Regions from separate parts of the Mus musculus genome. Here all the other regions are linked to region 3. Evidence: chromatin contacts called from public promoter capture Hi-C data. All regions are on one chromosome and are shown on one strand. Each heading gives the region's core, a stretch centred on a gene start, on an enhancer-like site or on the middle of the called end of the contact. The rest is flanking DNA. Distances are from core to core; before and after follow the strand shown.

What was found. Promoter capture Hi-C pulls out the DNA fragments that hold promoters and counts their contacts.
Region 1: a promoter capture Hi-C map of hippocampal neurons shows a contact between it and region 3, with 5 times the contacts expected there. The contact joins the promoter of 4930573C15Rik here to the promoter of Flt3 in region 3. A contact is called at or near these places in 6 of 39 promoter capture datasets (the 3T3-L1 cell line, cranial neural crest, hippocampal neurons and 2 more), 3 of 115 datasets of contacts at active chromatin or transcription factors (acute myeloid leukemia, large pre-B cells and pancreatic cancer cells) and 4 of 9 other capture datasets (adipose tissue, embryonic stem cells, liver and 1 more).
Region 2: a contact with region 3 is called in a promoter capture Hi-C map of pre-B cells. The contact joins the promoter of Gpr12 here to the promoter of Flt3 in region 3. A contact is called at or near these places in 4 of 39 promoter capture datasets (hippocampal neurons, liver and pre-B cells).
Region 4: a contact with region 3 is called in a promoter capture Hi-C map of pre-B cells, with 5 times the contacts expected there. The contact joins the enhancer-like site here to the promoter of Flt3 in region 3. A contact is called at or near these places in 6 of 39 promoter capture datasets (cranial neural crest, embryonic stem cells, hematopoietic stem and progenitor cells and 3 more), 2 of 484 Hi-C or Micro-C datasets (B cells and the HPC-7 cell line), 2 of 115 datasets of contacts at active chromatin or transcription factors (large pre-B cells and pancreatic cancer cells) and 3 of 9 other capture datasets (adipose tissue, liver and pancreatic islet).

The regions. Positions count from the first base shown.
Region 1 is chr5:146,702,109-146,705,190 of GRCm38.p6, forward strand. It overlaps 4930573C15Rik (a long non-coding RNA gene), which reads left to right and starts at 1,729. Exons shown (of 2, transcript XR_868703.2): 1 at 1,729-2,079.
Region 2 is chr5:146,583,736-146,586,817 of GRCm38.p6, forward strand. Gpr12 (G-protein coupled receptor 12) reads right to left here and starts at 1,504. Exons shown (of 2, transcript NM_001359056.1): 1 at 1,010-1,504; 2 at 1-390. The coding sequence starts at 375. Gm34333 (a long non-coding RNA gene) reads right to left here. Exons shown (of 4, transcript XR_377206.1): 4 at 2,881-3,082.
Region 3 is chr5:147,398,611-147,401,746 of GRCm38.p6, forward strand. It overlaps Flt3 (FMS-like tyrosine kinase 3), which reads right to left and starts at 1,879. Exons shown (of 24, transcript NM_010229.2): 1 at 1,610-1,879. The coding sequence starts at 1,655. Gm26597 (predicted gene, 26597) reads left to right here and starts at 944. Exons shown (of 2, transcript NR_165432.1): 1 at 944-1,289; 2 at 2,177-3,136.
Region 4 is chr5:146,680,385-146,683,354 of GRCm38.p6, forward strand. No RefSeq gene overlaps it. Among named protein-coding and RNA genes, the nearest start is that of Gm34700, 19 kb to the right of the region's middle. Within about 2 kb of position 1,302, at least 51 of the 459 cell types and tissues checked have an H3K27ac peak or open chromatin away from gene starts, as enhancers often do. A contact at or near this core is called in B cells and pre-B cells, where this site is marked.

The DNA.
Region 1 (3,082 bases), core at 479-2,978, 700 kb before region 3:
CTGCCCCACCCAGCTCTGGGATTGCAGGAACTGAATCCACCCACATCTAGCTTTTACTTAGGCTACTGGGGATCGAACCCAGGCCCCCATACTTTTATAGCAAACACTTTCTTGACTGAGTCGCCTCCCCAGTCCCACAGCCGGTTTTGAACCCTGGTCAGATCGCACATCTGGGATGACCTGAGGTCAGAGTTGCTTCTTTCCACCATCTTAAACAAAAGGACAGCACCCAAAAGTTTCCCAGTACTAAGGTCTTGCACAGTACATGGAAGACAGCTGTGAATCCAGTCTTCCAACAGATCCCCCAAAAGTCAAAAATATCACCAGGAAACGGCCTGATACTGCTGGGGTAAGAGAGTCTCGTGATTACGTGAGCCCACCAACCAGCCGCTTACCACCATCCCTGATGGCTGGATGCCTGTCTGCCTTGATGGCTACTCAGACTCAGCCTGGCACTAGGGGTGCAACAGAGGTTATTTTAAGATATTATTTGGGTAAAGGCAAAGAGAAAAGGTGCTGTTTAAGGGGTTCCCATAAGCCCCAGGAATGGTATGAATGGTTTAAAGTGTCCAACGATCTTGTCAGTACCCTACGTTCAGAGACCTGCTTGGAGACCTGCTTCCCCCCTTTGCAGCTGCCAGACTTTCCCCTTTAACTGTAGAGAGTGGAATTTTTCTCACTCCCTTACAACCAAATGCACTACTAGGTACATAAGTGAGAGACACCATTGAAATAAAATAAGAGACCTCTGCAGGTCAAGGGGAAGACTTTGGGAGTCTCACTGTGTAACCCCCTGATAGTCTGGGACATGCTACGTAGAGCAGGATGCACTCAAACTCAAAGAGATCCTCCTGCCTCTGCCTCTCAAGTGCTGCCGTTAAAGACATTCAGGGTCCTCACCTGCCACACCATGGTTTTCTCGGTTTTCTCGAGGAAGGATCCAGATGCCCTTCGCTAGAGATCAAACTGACACAAACATGAGCTACCCTGCAGATTCCCCTGGAGACGTTTCAGTGTGCTTCCCGGGGCAGTTAGAGGACCTCAGAGATCATCTTGTTTGGATACGATGTAACATCTGTACCTGCAGCCCTTGTGATGTACCTAGGAGACTGATGTGGCTACAAAGTCTATTTGGTTCTCTTTTTTTTGGGGGGGGGGGTGGCGGGCTTCAAGACAGGGTTTCTCTGTGTATCCTTGGCTGTCCTGGAACTCACTCTGTAGACCAGGCTGGCCTTGAGCTCAGAAATCTGAAGAGACATGCCCTGTTCCAGCCCTGAACTGACTGCCTTAAAAATTTTTTTTTCTGGTCAATTCTGTCCCCCAAATCCACTTGTTCTAGGCCAAATGACTGAGAAGCAAGAGAGAAGGAAAAGCAAAGAAGGAAACAGCTGTCAATAGGACCATCTCTCACCTTTGCATCTGAGGGTTTTTTTTTTCATTATACATATGTCTAGGTTAAAAAAAATGATGTATCATCCCACAACTTATTAAAAAGAAGGGGGGAGTTGGTGGTGCTGGTGGTAGAGAAGGAGGAGGGGGAGAAGGAGAAGGGGAGGAGGGGAGGAAAGGGTAGAGGAGGAGGAGGAGAAAGAGGAAAGAGATGTATAGAAAGAGTATCCACAACACACGTGAAGCCAGTCACAGGCGCCACTCAGTCTGCAGCTGGCCCAAGTTTATCTCTGACCATCCCCCCGGCAGTTTGAAACATTACAGTTCACTGATAACCAGAAATGACTAAGCGCTAAGGCTGCTCAAATATCACCCCTGTAGCACCAATAAAAAACCCATAACTCCTGGCCTGGCAGAGAACTGTGGCCAGCACGCTGAGGAAGGGATGGTTATATTACCCAACCACGGGTTACAAATGGCTTTGTAATCAGTATCTTCCATACCCAGCTTAGCCCGAGTGGCCCTCAAGCCAGCACAGCCCCGTGGCAGACCAGAGGCCTTCCACTTCCTGGAAAGTGGATGTCTGAGAATTGATCATTCCTGGAGCTAGCTCTCTCAGAGCTCCGTTCCGTCTCCATTCAACCTGATGCTAACGACAGCAGGGTCTGGCTGGCCCCACTTCTACCATAAGTAAGAGAGTCACAGGGCAATGAGAATTTCTCAAGGAATCTGAAGGCCCCCTTCCCCAAACTAGGAAAGGGGCCACATGGCAGCTGGGACAAAGATTGCTGTAATTTTAAAAATGATTTTTATCATTATTTTTATATTATGTGTATGATGAAGGGGTGGTTTTATGTGTACAATTTTATGTGTACGATGAAGGGATGGTTATTTTACGTGTATGAATGTTTGCCTGTATGTGGCTATGCGCAACACATGCATGCAGTACCCAAGGAGGCCAGAAGAGGGCATCAGATTCCCCCTGGATCTGGAGATTAATATGGTTGTGTGCCAACTGAGAGCCAGAAACCCAACCCAGATCCTCTGTGAAAACAGCCAGTGTTTTTAACCACTGAGCCATCTCTCTGGCCCACATTGTTACTGTTTTAAAGAGTGGTGCCTAGGAGACAAACAAACGTAATTAATTTTTAAATCTAGGGCTAAAATGAGATGTGCAGATAGCCACTCCCATTGACCCAGGCCCAAGGGCTGATTGAGTACCTGGGTGAATCTGTCCTATGGCTTTGTTCCATGCTACCAGCAGACAACCAGTCAGTGATATTACTCAGTGGCTAAAAAGGATGGTCTCTCTCTCTCTCTCTCTCTCTCCCTCCCTCCCCCCTCTCTTTCTTTCTTTCTTTCTTTCTTTCTTTCTTTCTTTCTTTCTAAATTGGTGTCATGTGGATAGTAAGATGCACACATTCTAACAGAATGTTGTGTGTGTACATGTTTGTGCATGCAGCAGCCAGACAATCGTTGGTGAAGAGCGTTCCTGTGTCCTGGTGTCCCCATCCCCTTCCCACACTCAGTCAGTCAATCCCCTCAGCCTTTTGCTCCGACAGAAGTATTATCTGAACGTCTAGCGCTGTAGATTTGTGGTATCTGGTTTTAGAAGTTAAATAAACGTATTCACAGCCAGGGTACCCTTAAGTCTCTGGCTTTTTATCATTCAACATTATGTCTTTGATATCTT
Region 2 (3,082 bases), core at 254-2,753, 820 kb before region 3:
AGAGAAAGAGGCGACAATGAGTCCGATGGTGACCAGCTTGGTGGCTTCTGACTGAAGCAGGTACGCAAAAACAAAATTGATGATGAGTCCCAGGCCAGCCAGCAGGTCTGCAAGAGCCAGGCTGCCTATCAGTAGGAACATGGGGGCTCGCAGGCTGGGGCTGTGGAAGATGATAAGGACCACAACGGCATTTTCACAGCAGATGAGGGTTCCTGAGCTGCACAAGACAATGTCCCAGGGGTTGACAACGAGCTCGGGTTCTGACTCCGCAACAGAGCCCTGGGAGGGGACAGCGGCTGAGATGTTCTCTGGAGCACCGGCATCTATACAGTCCCGAGGCAGCCCGCTTAAATTGACCTTCGGGTCTTCGTTCATTTTAACCCCTGTCCTCTTCAACGGAAAGACAGGCTTTTTAATGTTTGGGTACAGTAGGGTGCCAATCCAAGATCATGCAAAACACACAGAGAAAGACAGACAACCCTGGGCTCAGCTATCAGTGTCAAAATGCCACGAGCTTCAGGAATTAAAAACAAAAGCTAAAGTCTGCAACCGAAATGCTGTTTGTCTCTGAGGGAAACACGGATCAGGACTCCCGAGGCGGCACATGCACACTCGCACACTTGCCAAAACGCTGAAAACCGACATTGGCTAATTGCATCTCCCATGCCGAAAACCAACAACTGTTTGACATCTGGGCTGCTGAGAGAGCACCGCCCAGCAGCCACAAGTCTGCAGGAGGGTGGAATATTTTAAGGGCCCCAAACTCCCACCCTTCCCAAACATACCTCACGCGCGAGCACACCCCCAAACACACCTCCAGACTCAAACAAAGGGGTGGGGTCCCAGTCTCTCCCATGTGCACCGCTCAGAGTGCAAGGGCTACAAAAAAGGTAGGTGTGTACCACAGAGGTGCCCAGACAGACAGAGAGAAAGATATGCATGCATTTGGCACCGCTCCCCTAGCAGCGGGGACGCGCAGCCTGCGGGGCAGGGGGTTACCGGGGGTCACCTTGGCACGCCCTGGCCGAGGGGTGGCTCCTTCAGTGCTGCCGAATAGCTCGGGCCACCCGCGTGGCACGTCCGTGGTGGCGCCCGCGGCAGGTGAGCTGCGGTGCTCGCGCCCGGCTCTCCGCCCTCCGCGCTCCCCGCCGGGCGCGCATCCGCGGGAACCCCACGAGGCTGCGCGCGCCCCCGCAGGTCGCAGCTGCGTGAGGGGCGGGAGCCCGCCACCGTGGACGCCCGCCTGCAACAGTCATGCGAAGACCCACTCGAACGGCCGGAGAGTCTGGCGACCTACTTTGATCCTGTGGCTTCCCCGAGGCGCCCTTGACCCTGGGGCTCGGCTTCTTATGCTTTCCCCTAAAGAATTGTAAACGGCCGGGTTTTCGGGATGAACAGGAGGAATGCGGGGTAAGCAGGTTAGGGCTGGCGGAGGAGACTTACAACAGCAAGCGACTCCCTCTCTTAGATTGCAGTTGGCCGGTCTGCAAATTATTGTTCCCTTGGGGACGTTCGCTTAACTGGATAGGAGCTGCTGCTACTTAGATCGCCCAGCTGCACTTATTAGGCACTCTCGGAGCCGTTCGCGAGTGGAAATCATTTAGGGCATTCTTGCAAAAGCTTCCTTCAGGCACTGGCCCAAACCCAATTCATTTAAGTACCCAAGTGACACTTATTAATTTATTGTTTCCTGTACCTCATCCGCGGAGTCTAGGGTTAAGATCCTGAAGGTTGCCTGCCGGAAAAGGACTAGCCTGTGTCTCTCATCCTGGAACCGGATCAGATCTTAAATTTAATCACGCTCTCCAGCCTAAAGGTGGGAGGAGAAAAGTCCTATTTCCGTGTGACCTCAATGTTGTGCAAGGCAAAGGATCCTGAGGACCCTTCATATGGGGTTATCATCAGATGCATCTGCCTCCCCTGTGTCTCACTGAAATTCCTACTCCAGCCTACCAGGCTCCAAGTCTTAGATCTCTTTTTACCCCATGTTCCCCCACCCCAGCCCCAGCCCCGCGCGCATCCATCAGCAGCTGTCTCTACCGTGTCATGCTCCTGGTACCAAAACCCTCCCTTCACCTCCCTGGTTACAACCTTCCTCTAGCCGCCCCTTCCCCCTTTCTCACTAAGGCAACACACTAAACCCGGTGTGACCTTGCCATAATGCAGCAGATCCGTTCCGCCCAACCTGAGCTCTCACACTGCTTCTGAACTCTCTCCCTGGACATTCTGCTTTGGGACACGTGGAGCTGTTGAGTTTTCTGCTGAGTCTTCTCATGTCCCCCAAAAGGCTCCAGGACTCTTTCTGAGTCCTGTATTCCCTGCGGCAACACTTCTGAAACTTGACTTAGAAACCAGCAGTTCTGGGGTTGGGGTCCCGGCGTCAGTCCCAAGATGCTGGTGATGCCGACCTGCGGGTCACACTTTAAGAAACGAGGTTCTATGGAGTTTAATAGTCGTGTGTATGGAAAGGAGACATCACTTGCGTCAAGGACCGTTTGAAAGCCTGCGTGAACAAATTCACGAAGACATTATCTTAGCACTCACAGACACACCCTGGACCAGTGGTAAGACAAAAATCAACATTATCCCAGGTAGCAGGTACTGCTGTGAAGGGATGCTCCTGTCTCTTTTCATTTCTTTGTAATAAGCGGAAGCATTTTTAGAACAGAGCAATGGGAAATGAGCAATGTGGGGCTGGAGAGGTGGCTCAGTGGTTACATGCTCTGACTGCTCTTGCAGTGGACCTGGGTTCAGTTCCAGGCGCGTATAAGGTGACTCACAACCATCTGCAACTCCAGTTCCAGGGAATACGACGCCCTCTTCTGGCCTCCTGGAGCATTACATGCACAAGGTACACACAATACAAGCAAACACTTAATATACATAAAATAAACAGGTTGTTTAAAAAAAAAGCGGTCAATGGTTTCATATACACAAAAGCAGTTTAACAAAAGACAGCTCAAACCAACTGGTTAAATTTTAGGAGCCTCTCATTGGTTGTACAGTTCTGGAAAAGCAAATTCACAGGACAAGCTGGATGCCCTTCAAGCCAATGGCAACAGCATGCACTTGGACCTTACTG
Region 3 (3,136 bases), core at 629-3,128:
TGTGTCCTGCTGCTCTATGAACTCCTCGGCCATAATGGAAGAGACAGTCTCTCGTTTGTTGTCATATTGAAATCCTCTCTTTGAAGTAGCAGTGCCCAACACAAATAAAGCCACATGTACGTGAGGCCTGGAGTCTGAGCCCCAGCACTGAAGGAGAGGGGTGGGGTATAACAGTGATTTGCTCTTTGTAAATCTCACCAACTGGCAAAAGTGATATAGAGTGAGTTTGAGGAGTGGGGGTAACTTGGAAGCTGAGTCACTCTATGTCTTGACGTACAGTGGTTATGTAGGTACACTGATATATAACAACTGGGGAGTGGACACAGAAGATTTTGCACATGTGTTGCGCTTTGAATCTGGAGAGGGACTAAGACATTTCCTACGAAGGAGTTCAGTGCGGTTTGAGCATGGCTGCAAGTCCTACTCTGATTCTGAGTTACTTCCCTAGAACCCTTTAGCCCTTTAGAAAAATCATCTCTGCTATGGGAAAGTCACTAATCTAATCTCATACACAGCCAAAGCTAACCATTTTGCATTAATAGAGCCTGAAAAGAAAAGCACGCCACGCCATGCGTTTGAGATGTCCCTGTGCATCAACTCGCTTAAGAAAGGTACAGCGTTCTCCCCATCCTTTTCCTTTATAGCCTACATTTTTTAATTTTATCATCTTTTTTTTTAAAGTAATTGGAAACCGTTTCTGCTCATTTAATGTTGCAAAATGTTTTCTCTATTTGTCACGGAAGGTTCAAGCCAGAATCCTAAATGTTGGAAATGAAGGGGAAATAGGCCACTGGGCAGACTGAGGCCAAGCCAGGAGTGCCTCAGAAGGCTGCAAAACTAGGGCAGGGCCTGATCTCCCCCCACCCCCACCCCCGACTTCTAGAACTGTCTCCAACTCCAACTCAATCCAACCCCCTTGTCTTCCCAAACAGAAAGCTGACGCGAGACCGATTAGAACTGGGCAGAATGGGGACTTTCCCCCCTATAGTTAGTTACTATTTTCAATCACAGCTATGCTTCTACCCGAACAGGCAACTTGGGAGAGTAGTCCTAGGAGTCCTTGAAAGTGTCACTAGGGTTTAATCCTAAAATAAGAAAAGTATGGAGAGGGGAAGGGTAGCTAGTTTTTAAATTTATAAATCTGTTTTGCATAGTATTTCCAAAGTAACTAGCCACTGAGTGAAGCGAAAATTGGTACAGGTGGGGGTCGTTAGCAGGGATGACCGCTCTAGCAGAGGATGCTCGCAGTTTTCCCATTAGTTTGCTCTGTCAGCCTACATCTCAAAGAGGTGAGAACGCACCGGCTCGAGAATCTATAGTACCCAGAGGTCGGGTCAGGGAGTCTCGGGCCACCTGCGCTGCTGAAGAAGACTCTCAGAGGCTGACGGAGCATCCAAGCCCAAGCCCAGGCGCGGTGGCCTGGGGACTGAGCTGCAGAGGAGCGCTGCGGAGGAGGGTGAGGGCAGGGGTGGGCAAACCAAAGCCAAGTTCACCGCTTGAAAGGGGGGACGTGAAAGAGGGGAGTGATGCGGCGGCGAGGGGAGCGCGCGGTGGGTATGAGGGAGTGATGCGCGCTCGGCCGGGGTGCAGAGGGGGTGAGGGGCCTTACCAAGCAGCAGCAGCCGCCGGTCGCTGCGCTGCGCCAACGCCCGCATGGCCTCCGGAGCGCGCGGTAGCCAGGCCGCCGGCCCAGCCTGTGATGCGGTCCCAGCGGCGCGCCCCGGGCTGCAGGTGGCTCGCTGAAGGATGCGCGTCACTGACCACAGATTCCCTCGGACTGGTGCAGAGCAGAGGGGGAGGAACCTCTCTCCAGAGGCCGCGGCCGCTCGCTGCTAGGCGGGCTGAACTGGCGCAGTGCTGCAGCCGATCCCACGTGCCCGCCGTGGTCCCCAGCCTGCGCTCCTGGCACCGGGACTGCGGCAGGGGAGACTGGGTGCGGTTCGGCTGGGGAAGTTGCCTGGACTCCGTGGTTGAGTCCCCGGACCTCTGCTTTAAACTCCTAAGGGTGAGAAGAGTGGTGACACACAGACCTCCTTCTTCATGCGCGGGGATCTTTGATGTCCCGTGATGGGCACTGAATCGGTGCCATACACTGGTAACCCCGTGAGTTTTATTCCACATCTGGTAGATCTGCATTGTGGACTGATTTTCTTTGTCTCCCTGTCCTTTCTTATAGGATGTCCAAGATTCCCATCCACCTCCGACCCAGAAAAGCAGACGCGGTTTCAAGGTCAATAAATTAGAGAGGTTAAACAGACACCCAAACAAATTAGACCGTGCACCTCAAAGGATGTTTGGAGTTGTCACCTCCTAGTTCTGGCTTTTAGTCTCATAGTGTCTCTAGGTAACAATTATTTCCCGTGCATCAAGCTGAATATTGAAAGCACAGGATAGCAGCCCTGGCTTCCCCATGAAGGAACCCTCCTGAGCCATTTGTCCTCTGTGTCCTAGTTCTCTCCCCATAATGACGTCAGTAATATCGCTCCATCACAGCAGTCCTCCGCTCCTCATTCTTTTCATCGTTTTTCTCTTCAGGCATGACCCCTGAGAGCATACAAGCACACTAACAACACTGTTTCTCCTCCACTCAGTCCACAGCACTATCAGCCTTCCCGCTAGGGGAAACTTCAAAGTGACGTCCTCCGGGCAGCCACTGTGGAAAATGACATGGGCTTGGTGCTTTAGGCATTTTAAGGTCAGGTGCCCGACGCATGGATTCCACTTCTGGAATTGCAACAGGAGCATGAAGAAACATTCCAACATTCCTGCACACCACAGTGAGACTGTCCACTGATCAGCGGCCAGACGGAGAAATATACATATGTAAAGCAGCACATTTCATCTTTAATAGGGAGGGCAATTCCCACACAGCTACCTCTCCAGCCTATTCATGGATCTTTTTTTTTTTTTAATCATCTGATAGCTTTGTGGGGCTAGAGATGTAGCTCACCGGTAGATTGCTAGCTTAGCTCTTGCAAGGCCCGGGGTTATATCATCAGCAAGAAAAAAAGTAAAAGAAAAAGAAGAAGAAAAAGAAAAAGGGAAAGAAAAAGAAACACAGACCCAAAACCTTCCAGGTGTGGAGAGTTCACTCTCCGAGACATGTGGTGCTCAGGCTGCTGAGATGTGTATCTGT
Region 4 (2,970 bases), core at 52-2,551, 720 kb before region 3:
TCCTGTGACTCTTAAGGACACTTTTTTGTGTCAGGACCCTCCTTAATCATAGTTTAGCCATTTTCTTTTCACTAGCTCAGTATTACTGGGCCACAAAGGAAAGCATCTCTGTAGCAAGCAGCGGCCCCAGATTAAGTGTCAGGAAACTGAGCATTGGATACGGTAGTCTTTATGTACCCAGGACCCCCTAAGGTAATCTGGAGTTACGGTGGGGAGATGCCCTTGAGCCGCTGGCCTAGCAGTGAGCACCAGGCAAGCCCCCTGCATGTGCAGTCACGCCGCAACCACGCACCGTTCTAAAGTAGAAAGAAAAGAAGGCAGGAGCTCACAGGGCTTTGTGCATCCACATGGCACATCCCACCGTCTCCTCGCTCAGCCGGCAGCAGCATCCATGGAAGATACTGGTACTGCCAAGGCATTAATGATGCTGTAAAATAATAAGCTAGAGGCTGCTCCCGCACGAGCGAGCCCTTGATAAAAGGGAGATTTACAGCCACATCCATCAACTTAATTATCTTTTACTAGGGTTTAAACTTAGTTGTAATACTAATCTGTATTTAGTACGGTTTACGGGATCTACGGACACTTTACAATCTTCCCCTATTCACAAGTGTCAAATTATGGCAATATTGATAAAACAGAGAGACAGCGGGAGCGGGGAGGGTGGCAGGCCCAACTAGCTCATAGACTTTTTACAGCTCTGTAAAAGAAGGAAAGAAAACCTACCACTCTCTGATTTAAGGATGCAACCGTGTGGCCAATAATCAGGGCTGATAGTGTTTCAGAAGCAATTTCATAGATAATTAGCCTCCTCCAGCACCCACCCCACCCAATCCCAAGAGCAGTCTCCCTGGACTGGACCACAGGAAGCTGGTTCCATGAAGTCTGAACTCCGCTGCCTCTGTTCTTGCAGGCTATTTCCTTTAGACCAGGATGGGTCTGGGAGCCTTCTGTGGTCCCTCTACACAGAAGCGCACCATTCTCTGCCTTCCTACTACTTGAGAGGGTGAGGGTCTAGGTTCTCAACCTGTGGGTCACGACCCTTTCAAATGGGTCACATATGAGATATCCTGTAAAGCAGATATTTGCATTGAGATTCATAACAGTAGCAAAATTACAGTTATAAAGCAGCAACAACGGAATTAATTTTATGGTTGGGGGGGAGGGGGGGGTCACCACAACATGCGGAACCGTATTAAAGGGTCGCAGCATCAGGACAGCTGAAAACCACTGGTTCAGGGGACCCTGGAGGGAAGTGTGTTCTGTGTTTTCGGGGGCAGGAAAGAGGAACCAGTAGACCGTCTGTCCCTGGGGACCCTGGCTCTGCACTGTGGCCCACAGCTGTGCAGCTGTGTTGGGGAAGGGCCTCGGGTCCAGTGTTTGTGCTCCTGAGCTCAACACTTGACTCTTGAAAGGAGTCATGGCCTCCACATGAGGATCTCCTGACCCTCCAGTCTCTACCTCTCAAGTGCTGGGGTTCCACGCGTGTGTGCCACCACACCCAGCTCCTACATCTTTCAGGGGCACCAACCTCTCTCTGTCTAGACCAAGAGTTTGTTCCCGATGCCCTCTAAGCAGTGGGCAGTGTTAAGATTCTCTACCTGGAGCATACAGTCAGTCTTGACAGTTTCTTACTTGTGTTGCCTGGCACACAGTAAGTGCTCCAAAAAGGGAGACACACAGAGCGGGGAGGAGCCAGCCTTGCTGAAGGCTCAAGGAAGACACAGCAGAGAAAACTCAGGGTGCTCAGGGCTCAGGGGCACCTTGGGGTGGGGTGAAGGGAGTGAGTGTGGGAAGTGCAACACAGAAAACTGCAGGGTTCCTGGGCACCTACTGTGTGACCTTCCTAGGACTAAAAAAAGGGGAGTCTGCTGAGGCAGCCTTGGTGCTTAAACACCCCTCACTTCCTCCAAATTATTGCCTCAATAGGCAGGTGTCTCATGGTCCATGTCTGACTGTGCCCTGTGTCTGTACTGTCTACCCCCATGCCCACTCCTGTCCCTGTAATGTAAGCAGGCCAACTGGGTTAAAAGGATGGAGGGGGGATTTTTTTTTCTTAAAATAAAGAAAGAAAGGAAAGGAAAAGAGAAGAGAAGAATAACAAAACCATTTTTAAAGGCTTCTAGCAATAACGGGAGTTCCCAGTGTTCAATTGTAATGACACAAATTAAAAGGGCATTGTCAACGATTGTTAGGGCAGTTGTAGCAAAGTCAACAATGGCAAGAAGTAAAGTCAATACAATTTCTCTACCTGAAAATATAAACGCTCTCGAAATGATTTATTTGGCCATAAATTATTTTCATGCACTCTTTCTCTTTTTTCTTCCCCCTCAACCCTCCCCCTCCCCTCCACAGAACCTGCTTTCAAATGAATGTCATTTGCCCCAGCAGAATGGAGACTGACTAAAGGGCTCAGGTATTTTTTTAAATTCCAGGAAAAAAAATCACTGAAGGTATAGATACACTGATGTCTTGAAAAGATACCCTTCGTGTTTTACATCCTAAAATGTTGACAAAGAGGGGGAAATTCACTGTCAACTTGGAGGGGCCAGAATTACCAGGAAGGCCCAGTGGTCTCTATGGCTGATGGTAAGAGGCTGCAGGTAAGGGAGGTGGGAGGCTTCAGATCTAGTCAGTTCTGTTTGCTTGAGTGCATGCAGGCAAGAAGTCAGTACAGGACCTGCTGTGTCTTATCCACCCTATCTTATCAGGTGGTAAATCTGTCCTTTGATCCTGGCAACAATGTGGAAAGTTGGGGGACAGCTGCCACCGCCCTAGTCAGCAGTGCCTCAGCAATGGCCATAAAACGTTTATGAAACCTGTAATAAACCGGACAGATAAGGAAGAGGGCTTCAGATTTCAGAAGTCAGCAGATCCACGGAAAATGCCCTCTTCTGCCTCCGAGGTCCCTTTATTTGAAAAGCAAACACAAACCATCAATTCCCTTCGGCCATAAAGCCTCTAAGCAAA